2 separate regions of the Mus musculus genome follow, and region 1 is linked to region 2. Evidence: chromatin contacts called from public Hi-C data. All regions are on one chromosome and are shown on one strand. The core of a region is the stretch at or near the end of the contact, and the rest is flanking DNA. Distances in the headings are between cores, read along the strand shown.

What was found. A called contact is a pair of places that touch in the nucleus more often than the background predicts.
Region 1: a contact with region 2 is called in a Hi-C map of the N1E-115 cell line, with 2.6 times the contacts expected there. The contact joins two enhancer-like sites. A contact is called at or near these places in 1 of 484 Hi-C or Micro-C datasets (the N1E-115 cell line), 2 of 115 datasets of contacts at active chromatin or transcription factors (embryonic basal ganglia and forebrain) and 2 of 9 other capture datasets (embryonic stem cells and pancreatic islet).

Annotation. Positions count from the first base shown.
Region 1 is chr8:108,300,455-108,307,066 of GRCm38.p6, reverse strand. Gm34675 (a long non-coding RNA gene) reads left to right here. Exons shown (of 3, transcript XR_388006.3): 3 at 854-1,115. It also overlaps a transcript of Zfhx3 not described here. Among named protein-coding and RNA genes, the nearest start is that of Gm34675, 5.9 kb to the left of the region's middle. Within about 2 kb of position 4,521, at least 9 of the 459 cell types and tissues checked have an H3K27ac peak or open chromatin away from gene starts, as enhancers often do. A contact at or near this core is called in the N1E-115 cell line and embryonic basal ganglia, where this site is marked.
Region 2 is chr8:107,939,456-107,945,747 of GRCm38.p6, reverse strand. No RefSeq gene overlaps it. Among named protein-coding and RNA genes, the nearest start is that of Gm39242, 110 kb to the right of the region's middle. Within about 2 kb of position 2,702, at least 25 of the 459 cell types and tissues checked have an H3K27ac peak or open chromatin away from gene starts, as enhancers often do. A contact at or near this core is called in the N1E-115 cell line and embryonic basal ganglia, where this site is marked.

The DNA.
Region 1 (6,612 bases), core at 3,272-5,771, 360 kb before region 2:
GTGTGAAGTCTTCATCCATGGGAGGAAGACTGATGACTAATTATTGATGTTTTTCTTTTCACTGTTTTTTGTTTGTTTGGTTTGGTTTGGATGTTTGTTTGTTTGTTTTCTGGTGCTCATGGTTGAACTCCGAGTCTTGGACACGCTAAGCATACATTCTAACAGAGAGCTAAGCCACCAGCCCTTGCTTCTCATGTTAGGTTGCTGGTGTTTGGTTAGCAGATTCTGCCTTATGGTTCCAGTGTGATCATTTGACCCGGTGGACGGTTAGAGCTGGTAGATATTTGGACAAGTTACATGTTCATGGACCTACGAAAGAGAGGGAAATTCAAGAATAATTTATGAAACAGTCACTAGTAACTTTGAGATAGGGTAGCCACTGAAAGATTTTATTTTGAATTAAAAACTTTAAGAAGTAATACAGTACAGTTATCCTGAATCCAAGTCATATGGTAACTGACTAGCTTGGTACTGTATGAACATTCAGACTCTTTGATGCTCTGTGGAAGGAGGCTTAGCCTACATTTTTTGGAATAGAGTGATATTTCCCCCCACATGGGCCTAAGTGTTTTCACAGTTCATGCTACACTTGGCAGACGCCAGCACAGGCTACTACCCAGGTAGACAGTAGGGAAGGTGGTAGCCACTTCTTACCTGCAAGGTGTGATTCTTCCTAAACTCACTGGGCATCATCAGGAAGTGTCTCATATCTAGAGTCACATGAGAAAGCCAAGGGTATCAGTTTCCTTACATCTAGAACAGTGATGTAAAGGGGAGATGGGTCGACCTGGGGGATGCCACTGTAAGTTAACAGGAGAACACTATTTGCTTAAGGCACATCTCCTACACCTAGGCATGACACCAGGGCAGGAGGCTGGAAGGAGGGAGTATTAATATGGCAGTTTCAATTGGAACCTTCAACACAGAACCTTCCCAAGAGGGAGAGCACGGGAGCCTTGGATGGTAAATGAAAGGCTACATTCTGTCTGGGAGAACAGAAACCTGGAAGAGTCTCAAGTTCCCTTCCTCAACAAAAAAGAAGGAGCAAGCCACTCCCCTTTACTGTAACTCCCCACCCATTCCTCTGTTACTAACCCCAATAAAAACATATTGGTTGACCATGCTGGACTTCAGCGCAGTGATTACTGTGGTCTATTGTGGATATCCTTTCTGGGGTGAATAGATGTGTGTGTGTGTGTGTGTGTGTGTCTGTCTGGGGTGAAGAGATGTGTATGTGTTTGTCTGTGTATGTATGTGTGTTTGTGTATATGTGTATTTGTCTGGGGTGAATAGTGTGTGTGTGTGTGTGTGTGTGTGTGTGTGTGTGTGTTTGTGTGTATGTGTATGTATGTGTGTTTGTGTGTATGTATATGTATGTGTGTTTGTGTGTGGTCCCAGAAAAGGCACACAATAACTGGCCAGTTGCATAGTTTCATGCAACCATGACTAACGACACTGTTAAAACAAACAATCAAAACAAGATCCCAGCCCAGTGCTGAGCTGGTAAGCAGGAAGAGGGAGATGGCCACACGCCAGGGCCCCACACCCCCTACATTTGGAATCTTGGCTTTTATTTTCATTCAGATAAATTTCTCATTTTTCTCATCTCCCCCACCCCTCACCCCAGGAGTTCTCCTGTGTGCCCATCCCTCAGGTCCTTTAAAAAAGAAAGTTCAGGGACAGATAAGATGAACCACGTGGTAGAGGGAGTCTACAAGATGGATGAGCAGCTCATCCTGGTAGCAGGCCACACCCCAGGTAAAGTCCTGGGAAATGTTGTAAAGCTCTGCAAAGCTCCTGGCTCACACTGACATGTCCTGAGTGACTTATGAAATGACCTGGAAGATGGAAGATGCTTGCTAAGGATGTTTGTACAGGGGGATAAAAGAATCCTGGGTTTCTGGGGAGAACCCAGCTGCCTCGATGACTAACTGCAGACTCCACCCACAGTACATGAACACAGTTCTAGGTATATACCTTCATTCCTTGGTGGAATTCCTGTTTCTCATTCCAGCCTTTGCTCCACTCTGACTGGAGACCTCAAATTTCTGTCACAAATTTCAAGACATACCCGTTTTATGCCTATGCATGCTGCTGTCTTGGCATGAGGTACCCTTCTCATTCTTGATACCCAGTCCATCTGTCTGTCTGCCAGAAATGAACTTTAGGTACTACTTCCTCCTGGAAGTCTTTCCTCCCCTATATGCCAAGACATACCACAGTTCCCTCTGTTACTTCAACTTCTCTTTAAGCCTCTGATCAAGCCAAGAGAGGAGACACCGTGTTCAAAGTGCTACCATACCTACTACATGTTGTGTAAATAGAATGCAAAATGAATACATAGACTCATGTCAATGGGGAGGGTCCCCACAAGACCTCAAAATCACCACCAGGATGACCTTTAAAGGTGGAGGGCAAAAATGGGAGCGATACATTGTCTATTGATAAGGTAGGGTACATTATCCTATTATTTCTCCCTGGGGACTTGAGGGGACATGCCTATTAGTCACCTTAGTTTATAGCTGGGCAAGTGGGGGCAGAGAGATGTTAAAGCCTCGGGTCAACCCAGCAACAGAGATGGATCTGAGATTGGCAGTTCCCTCTAAATCCTCTCTCTGGATTAAGTCATCCTGGCCTCAAATGTATAAAGCAGCTTTCCCCCTCCCCCTTCAGCATTTGAAACATTTTTAAGGGTTTATTTCAAACACCTTTTACTTTGAACAGACCGTTCAAAACTTTCATTTCACTTTGTCAGTGATTTTTGTAGTCGGCTCCGACTTTAAAGGGTTTTATTTCTTCCCTATTAGTGGCCACCACCTGCTCAACTGTTTGGACAGAGCTTTATTTTCTTAGCTTTCATCTATTGAAATGGGTGACATGGGACCTTTGGTAATGAACCTCATTTCCAGCCTCCTCTCTCACCTCCCCTGTTTTTAATTCCTCCTGTTCCTGCTGAGGATGGGAGGCAGGATGGGAAATTTTACCAGGTGTCCACACGTCCCTTGGAGAAGCCATGCCTTTGACCCCGGGTGTGGGGAAGGATGGCAGGAGGGTAGTCACCAGCCTCAAACAGGATGGTGTCCTGCCTCACTGCAGCAGGGTCTGGAGGACTTCTCCATGGCACAGTTCTCAGGGAATGGAAAGGGTTCCTGCTCTTATCTGAAAGTGGTGTCATCTGGGGATGTGGGCATCAACAGCCATGGCTGAGTCCACACCTTGACAAACACCCAGTTCAACCATTTTGTGTGTGTGTGTCTGTGTGTATGTTTGTACACTCTGTCCATCATGGGATTAGACTTACATACTAATATGTAAATATCTAATCACTCATCCTGCCCTTGAATGTCAAGTTTAACAAACTGCACGTCCTGCGCTCATCACGCCACACAAAGCTCTTTCAAAAGAGAGTGGAGAATGAGTGAAGGATTGTCTACAGCGCTTTCCTCTGCTATGTTTCCTCAAATCTTTATGAACAAAGTCCAAAATGCAGGTGTTCTGCCAGCCGAGTTGAAGCTTTGCCTCCTGCCTTTCTTCCACTTAGTAAATTATATTCAATTGTGTGTATGTGCGGGTGTATGCACACGCACACGCCAATATGGCAGTCGGAGGAAAACCTTGGCTATTATTCTGCAGGTACCATCTCCCTAGCGAACCCCAGAAATCCTGTCTCTATTTTCTGGGATTACAAACACATACTACCATGTCTTGCATTTTTACCTAGATTCCGGGGATGAGATCAGACCCAGGAGGTGTAACTTACAGACTGGGCTTTCTCCTAAGTCCTAGATGCCTAGAATCCATCCATTCCTTATCTATAAAAGCAAGCCTATGCTCCCGTGGCTTTTCAGGCCAGAAATGCATGGCACCAGGATGTTTCAGCCCAAGGAAGGAGAAAAGGGGCTTACGCTCTTTTTCCATGATGACTCATGAGCCAATCAAGCAACTCCGTTACAAGGAACATTTGAGTCGCTTAAGAAAATGAAGCAGTAGCGGGCATAATGCCAGATATCCTTTGGCATGCTGGAATAACCTTTGTAAATATCCATCACTTTGTTTAGAGCCAAAAAGAGTCACTGAGTCAAAGTATAAGGAGAAATGATGAAGAGGATGGTCAGAGGGAAAGGCGTTGAAACTTGTGTCAGTGGACAGAAGGTGGGGGCGGGGTGTTGATTAGACACAGGGTCCGTATAAAGAAGGACTGCATATCCTCTCGCACCCCAGTTTTGACCCCTGCAACCGCAGACAAAAGGGAAGTCTTAGACGATAGTATCTCACCGGTTTCTCATTGGGGATAATGATGTCTTCTACCTCCCAAGCGCCCTGCAAACCCAAGGGGATTGTGGGACACCAGTATCCCAGTGCGGACTTGATATTCAAAAGCATGTGGAAGTCTGGGATGCTTCCGCCCATTGCCTGTCTTCATTTACAGGGCCGACTCCCCGCATTAGCAAGGCCCGGCCCCTCCCCTGCCCACCCAGCTTCCCCGAGTACCTCCTGTTTGGCCAGAGGTCTCAAGAAGCCTCTTTCCAGGCTGAGCGAGGGCTTTAGCCCCACACTAATTAGTAATGCAATCCCACAAAGAGTGAAGCTGCCTGCCACCTCCCCTCACTCACGGTGATTTATGTTCAATTTGTACAAATGGAGAAAATGAGATTTCAAATTTCAATGCCATTTCTGCAATGAGGTGATTAAAAGAGAGAGAGGCATCGCCTAGCACCGTATAGAATATCGATCCCTGTGCTATTTTCCTTCGCAATAACCATTAGCTCAGTATTATTTGCAAACCTCAAATGTGAACCTGGAGATGTAATTTACATCTGTGCCTCACTTATTTGCTTTAACAAAACAACACAAAAGCTTTGGGTCTCTCAATCTATCCACATTGTCAATAAAATTAGCAGCTTCGAAGGGGGAAAATTATATTCAAAACCATAACTTCCCATTAACTACTGTAAGACACAACTCTCTGTGGCAAAAGAAAGGGCTTCCTGGCTAAGCCCCTTATTCTTTTCTTCTCCCCAGCCCCACCCACCATTCCCTCCTTCTGGAGGTTAAGATTCAATGATGAAATTTAAAGCGCGACTTCTCCGCTTCGATATTCGGATCGATACGGGGGCTATCTAAGGGCTCATCTTAAGAAGGGCGAGCACTCACAGTGCCATGTGCTCACATGCACCTAACCTCGAGGTGCCAGGATAAATTCGTTCACATAGACACGTGTGGGGCTGGGCGTGGACTCTCTATAAGCCTTCCCCATCTGAAGAGTGGGAGGAGAATTGGTTAGCCAGGGAGAGGAATGGAAGAAAAGAGGAGGAAGAAGAGAAGGAGGAGGAGGAAGAAGAGGAGGAGGAAGGGGAGGAGGGAGAGGAGGTGGAGGAAGAGGAAGAGGAGTAATCAAGATATAAAGGCACAGGGCTCTGTTCATCTAATTCAAGTGATGGTTCCTTAGCCCCTGACTCTTAACAAATAAGCAATGCAGCTCAGCTTTCTCATTTCTTGTCTCTGCAAATCCGTCAGCTGCCTACCACTATCTACCAGATCCTGGAAGGCAAGAACAAGAAAAAGGGGGGGGGGGCTCAAGCTAATGACCCATAATTGCCATGATGGGGGAGAGGGGCCAGGCAGCTGTTTTACATTCCTGGTATGTATAGTATGCAAATATCGACAAAGGCTCGACACAGTTTTGCTACTGTGGATCTGGAGGGTAACCAAATTAGCCTTTGGCAGCCATGGTAATTGGGAGGTGCTGTTCCCATTAGGGGTCTTGCAAATTATGAAGAAAAATGGACCGAGGGCTTTGTCACAAATAATAATACCAAGAAGAAAAGGGCAGGCGGCTGTCTTTTCTTCTCCCACTCCTCACCCCTCCACCCCGCCTTTATTTTTTTTTTTTAATTTCTGCATTGTGTTGTTAATACCTCTCCATTTAGTAATAAGAAAACAGTCTGAAATCCCCTGTTAGACACAGGGTGCACGGACTTGAATGCAAGTATGTCCAGCGTGCAAGGGTAGAATACAAATGTCAACTTTGCAGGGGGTTTCAGGGTCAGGAGCCTTCCTGACGCATCAGAGCTTGGGGGTCTCAGGTTTGACATGTGTTGCTGAGCTGAGACTCTTGCTAGTGCCCAGAGCTCAGAGCCACCTGAGAAGCTTTAGAATCAAAGAGGTGAGGCTCACACTCCGTCCAGGGAGGAACTTGTCCCTCAGTCAAGTGGACATCTCCTCCTGGTCTGAGCTGGCCCTTGCCTTCTGTGTCACCCCCAAAGAATCAAAACTTCTGGACGCTTCTGATATTTTTAATAATTCAGATGCTAGCTTGGACACCTTCAATCAAAATGCATTAAAACCCGAACTCAGGGAGAAAAGAGTCAGAAGACTTTTGCCCTGGGTGGTCCCTGGAGATGTCCTAATTCCATGTCCCAGGGAACTCGGTACTTGGTGACCAGATGGGCCGCCGATATATCAGATGACACAGAAATGAGCTCAGCCCTTTGTGTGGCATGGGTGAGTGAAGGAGACTGGTCATCTTAGGGCCAAGGTTACCTCAAATGAGAGCCACGGTGTCACAAGGGATGAAACTGTAATAAATGTGCCCAGGGGTGGAGGTGGAGT
Region 2 (6,292 bases), core at 1,453-3,952:
GGGAAGATATTGGGGGCCACTCCCCACTCGTGACGGCTCGCAGAAAACAGGGTGGGGTCCACCTTGGTAGCCTAATCAGTCTGCAGGCAGCTTTCAGACTGAGAAAGAAAATCCACAAAGACCTACCCCTCTTCATCTCACATGCACCCTCCACCACGTCCACTCCCCAAAATAAAACTCGAGTGAACTCTGGCATCTGGCAGCAAGCCTGTAAACCCAGCGCAGAGATAAAGACCGACTGCTCATCACACACCTCCAGGCTCGGCCATCTAATAGGAACAAATTGGCAATGACTGCCCAGGCTAGTAACACAGGCCTACTGATTTGTAGATTGATACGGACGCCTAATGATCCCCTTGGGCAGATCAATAGTAACAATCCTCATGGCTGCCTTTCTTCTTTATTGGCATAGAGGACTAAGGCAGGGAGAAAGCAGGACGCTGTGGAGGCCACAGGCTACCTGGGGAATGAAAGGATAAGGATACCGGTGTGGAGGCAGAAGGACCAGGACTCCAGAACTTTGCCCTCACACTGCATGTATTTAGCAGGTGGCGGGTATAAGAAGGGGACCTGATACGCTTTGCTACTAATAGTGTCTGTGTGTGGCATTCACTGGGATCTGGTCTATAATAAACACAACCAGGTAAGAGAAGAGAGATGTCAGAAGCCCAGCTCGCCGCCGACAAAACGATGGACTTGGGAGACAGGAAACGCAGATCTGATCACAGCACCCGAGAGAAGGGAAACCCCGGGGATGCCTGCAACTTAAGAAACCTGAGGTTGGGCTGCACGGCAAGCAGCTATCATCAACAAGCCCCAGTCATGGCGGGCTTTACTTTAAACACGACAGAAAGGAGGCAAACGCATCCTCCGCTGTGTTGTCTGAACATGTTTAAGACACCCATCTGCCTCCCGCGGGCCCGGGGGTCAGGTGGCTCTCACATCCATGTTGTTCCCGGCACCCTCTGCCCTTCTTAGCATAACTTCTGAGAAGGGTCTCCATGAACTTGACCCTGCTGCTTCGCGCTGACGATTCTCCTTCTTTCTGCCTGCCAACTCCGCCCCCATCCCAGCGTCCGGGCTTGTTTTCCATCTGTGTATTATTCTTTGTGAATAAAATTATCCAATTAGGAAATCCATTTAAAGCCCTTAACAATAACAAGGGAGGGGGGAAAAACAACTAATGGAGTTGCTTTGGATTTTCTTTTTCAATAAATTAATGTTAGTGACGTCTGTGAATTCCTAAGTGCCCCTTCATACCATCCGGGCTATTGCAACAAGGACAATTAGTTCCAAGTTGCTATACCGATTTTCTATACCTTAGGAAATCCCAAGGAGCAGGATACTAGAAGGAGTCAAAGAAAACTTGCTGGCTCACAGGATGAATTTGACCAAAAATAAAGCTCCAACTCTAAAAAAAAAAAAAAAATCTTTGGAGTTTATATGTATATTCTTCTTCATTTCCTTTTTAATTATACACACATTTTTAAGGGGAGAGGAGAGAGCCTCCCCCTTCCTCCCATTTGCAACTGCTGTATGCACATTTTCAGGTGTTGCGTATAAAACAGGCTAAAGGAGGACGGTAAATGTCCCGATTTCTGCTGCTTCTCACACTGGGTTGGCTGGGGATTTGCTTTGTTCGCAATCAGCCTAGTTTGGTTTTGTTATTAAAGAGAGATAACGCTGTACGCCTGAGATGAAATTGCATTTTCCTTACTGTCAATGGTGAAAACCTTGGCCACCCTACCGATATAGTGAAAGATTCTCTCTCTCTCTCTCTCTCTCTCTCTCTCTCTCTCTCTCTCTCTCCTGCCTCTGTCTCTGTCTTTCTCTTCTCATAATAAAAATGTTTTAAATCTCCTTTCCCCTCCTGTTTTTTCTTTTCTCTCTCTTTCTTTCTTTCTTTCTTTCTTTCTTTCTTTCTTTCTTTCTTTCTTTCTTTTTTTTTTCTTTTCTGCTTACTCAAAACCAGAACTGAAGCCCCATGAAAAGGCCTTGTAATCCAGCCTTCTGTGTGATATCACAAATTAGTCATCTTCTCTTTCCTGGAGGTTGCACCGTCCTCTTTTTTTTTTTTTTTTTTTTAAATAAAAGCGGAGGCTAGAGTGGTGTTAGATTTTGACAGTGAAGGGTTTGCACTGATGGACCAAATAATCATGTGCACTGGGCGGGGGGGGGGGGGGGGCTGGGGGTGCAGATCTGGCACTGACCACTTAAAATTCAAATTTCACACTAACGATAAGTGTAATCATCTCAATCAGCACCATCACCATCATCATCATCACAATAAAAAGATGCATTCCGCGAGCCGGTGACATCAATCAACCACGGTGCAGATCAGAAGCAGTTCTCCCCTCTTGCTGGCTCACCCTGGCTGTCTGACACTAGCTTCCCCCTCCCCACCTCGCTGTCCTCCCCACCACCACCCCCACCTCACCCCCAGCTTGGGAGAAGTGATCACATTTAATTCATTACATCATTATGTCATCTCCATACTAATCTGTGCCCTCATACCTCCGCCACTTTGACATGCAAATGAGCTAGGGAAAAAAGCCACACATTAATATAAAAAAGTCACAGCAATCTTGTCATGATTTCCTCCCTCCCAGCCCCACAACACACTCCCTCCAATCTCCACCTCCCCCCCCCCCCACCCCATCTCTCTTTCCAGCACGCTGTGCTCGCGATCAGAGGAAACAACAGCAATCTGTTGAAGATCAGACGCTGAGACAGGGAGGTGGGGGGGAAGATACAACACATACACGTGTCGGCAACGCGGCCAGGAGTCCTATTTACATATTCACATGAGTTCCATTCTCAGACTGCTTAAGCGGGGAAGAAGTTAGGTGGCTCCCCCCACCCCAGCCACCCTCCCAGATCCAAAGAGAGACAAGCTACTGAGAGAAGAACACACGAATACATAGGGAAAGGGGAGGGGGGGCGCTTAGGAAGAGGGAGGGAGAAGGCAGAGAGGGAGACACACCAGCAAGAGACAGAGAGAGGGAAGAAAAGAAAAAAGAAAAGAAAGACTTTCACATCTACCTTACCTCAGCTAGCCTGCTTTCTGTAGCTCGCAAAGGGGGTTCCCTGTGGCTCCTTTACAATTTTTGAGACCCATCCTTCAGGCTCTCTCTCTCTCTCTCTCTCTCTCTCTCTCTCTCTCTCTCTCTCTCTCTCTCTCTCTCTCTCTTCCTCCTCCTCCTCCTCTCTCTGTGTTGTGACTGGGTTTAAAAAAATAAAAAATAAAAAAGACAACTCCATGTTAGGCTCCAGTCAAGGAGGCATCTTGAAGTCCAGGGCTACTGGGGGGCGGGAAGAGAGGAGGAGGGTCATAGCTTAATGCCTTACAAAGGAGAACCTGGGCTCTGTGCTTTAAAACATCTCTCTCGCATACGGTGACTGACAAAGGCAAAAACATATAGGGACTCCATGTGTACTTGGAGACATCTGTACATTTCCCACTAGTCTCCCGGATGCCAGGAATATTCAGATTGGGAGACAAACACATGCAAGACAATTAGGAGTCCCTTCAGGAAACCCCATGGCAGATCCACTTGGCTTGCTGATTGCAGAGGGAGCCAGGCAGCCAGGGGCTTTATTTGCTGAATCACATTTGTGGTAATACCTGGGTAATAATAACAGACAGGCTGGAGATGGGGGCTTCAGCCGCCGCCGTGATTTTCCCAGCTTTGATCAGTTTTCAGCGGTACATTTCTGGTAATGAAAACGTGTGAACATGTCCGCAGATTTTTTTCCCAAGTTCTCTCTCTCTCTCTCTCTCTCTCTCTCTCTCTCTCTCTCTCTCTCTCTCTCTCAATAACTAAAAAGAAATGAGAGAAGTGGGGGGGGGTTGAGGAGAGAGGGGGAAAGGAGAGGGGGGAGAGAGAGATTGCAATTTAATATATATCTACGCACTAATAATAAAAGCCCTTTCTCTATATATTCTTTATGAAGAGCAAGATTGGTATGATCTGAAAACAGAGGACCAAGGCAGACGCATCTGATTTTCTAGTGGCCCACTGTATAGCATTACCCTAATTGACTTTATTAGCTCTGGTGAGATGCTACCGTCCCTCCAAAGAACCTGCCTTGGAGGACAGCGACACACAGCACTGAGGAACGGAAGCTGATTCCAGGAAATTAAGTACTGCTCTATTCAAGTGAAAGGAATAAAAAATTTTCAAAACATTTGAATGGTGGGGGAGTTGAGTCCTATCTCTCAACCAGTTCATTTCAACCGGGGTGGGGGGGGCGGGGGGCAGGGAGACATCAGCTGTCCGAGGAACCTTTAACAGGATTGTGATTCTGAAAACTGGCTTGGGGGTGGTGGTGGGAGGGGGTGTTTGAAAACTGGTTTGCTGCATCAGTCAAAAACTTAAACGCCATAGACAGTGTTAAGCTGGAGCAGGGAAGCAGGGGGCAAATACTACCTTGGTGAATGTGTAAGTCCTGTGCAAATGTACATTCACCAACTAATGTGAGCATTATAAAAATGGGATAATTCTAGAGTAATGTCAATATAGGGATATATGTGTGTGTGTGTATATATGCATATACATATACACACACATATATGTATGTGTGTGTGTATATATATATATATAAAGAGAGAGAGAGAGAGAGGTCAGACACAAGGACCCAAAGGCAAGTCATTATATAAATGACCACACATGTCACATACAGGAGATTAGCTTTATATATCTACAACTGACAGGATGGAAGGAAGAGGAAGGGAACAAGAAGGAAGTATGTATGTGTATATATATGTGCATGCATGAATGCATGTGTATGTATGTATATGTATGTATTTTTGTGTATGTACATTAAAAAGATGTTATCTTTTATAGTAATAAAGAATTTGGGAGTGAGTAGTTGGGCGTAGGTGACAAAAATGTTAAATACGAATTGTTTCTTTATCTGAAACAGAGCTCTTGGTAGACACACATGAGAAAGGAATTAATGTCTCTGCGTCTCACAGAAACCAGGAAAAGAGACTTTTTTTTAATGTTCCCATCCAGAATTTGAAGAGGAAAGAAGGTAATTTTAAGGCCCTGACCCCAGTATTTGGGCTAGAGCTCTGCTCTAAACTGATGAAAAATATCTATGACAAGACTCATCACCAGGCCTCTGAAAATAAAAAGAAAGAGAAACTAGCCACAGCATTAGAGCCAGGAACGTTATATTTCAATATTATCATATGAATTAAATGTAATCCTTGAAGCGACCAGTCCCTGGGGTCACATATTAGGCCTCCCCTCACAGCCCCCCACCTCCCCCTTTTTTTTATTTAATAGAGGTCACCCAGGCTGAAAAGCAAAAGCCAAATGAAAAGCATCTTCAATGTGCTTATAACACGAGCGGCGAGGGGTCAGACAGCGTCTTGTATGGCCTCATAAAAAATACATAACCAGACAGCCTAATAGTATTTCTTTGCATTCATTTTTGGATGGAGAATGGGGGCTGGGGGCTTGGGGGGGGGAGGTGAGGCGTAAAGCTAGGATGGAGGAAAAATCAAAGGCGGCACAGACATGCTGGTGGAGAAAAAAGAGGGTAGTTAGCTAACCTTTTTCTTCTGTGAAAATCTGAGAATCACGAGGCTGGGTGTGATTGATTTACACTATCCTATGGATTTATAACATTCTAAAATGGGATTGATCTTAATTTTTGAAGACAGTAAAAGGTGTAGGCGTGTATATCTATATTCTGTCTTATTTCCTGTGGCTGGTCATATTAATTGGAAGCTGAAATACAATGCTGGATCCTATATCCCCAGCCTCCCTCTCTCTCTCTCTCTCTCTCTCTCCCTCTCTCTCTCTCTCTCTCTCTCTCTCTCTCTCTCTCGTGTGTGTGTGTGTGTGTGTGTGTGTGCACGCGCGCGCACACGCCCGCGCGTTCACATGTGTGTATCAGCAGAGTAAATATTCATTTAGCTATATATTTATGAACACTTACTCAGGGGTGACTTCTACAAATGAAACAAATAAGGAGGGCTGGGCCCTGGCTAGGATTCCTGTTTTAACAGCACCATGCAAAGACAGATAAACTACCAAGGGGAAAAGAATGAGCAGTTATGGGGAAGGGAAGAATAGGGCTGGGACTCAGAGCAAGAATAGCTCATTGGAATAGTGAAGAAAAAAAAATAGCTGTAAACGCTAAGAAGATGAGAGGGGCCTGAAGCATATTCCTTCCCCTCCCCCTCACTTCTTTCTTCCCAAATACAGTCCAGACATGAGTGGTCCTGCTGAGGGGAGAGGGCGGCAGAGAGGTGACCTGTGCTAGCCAGTCTGTTAGA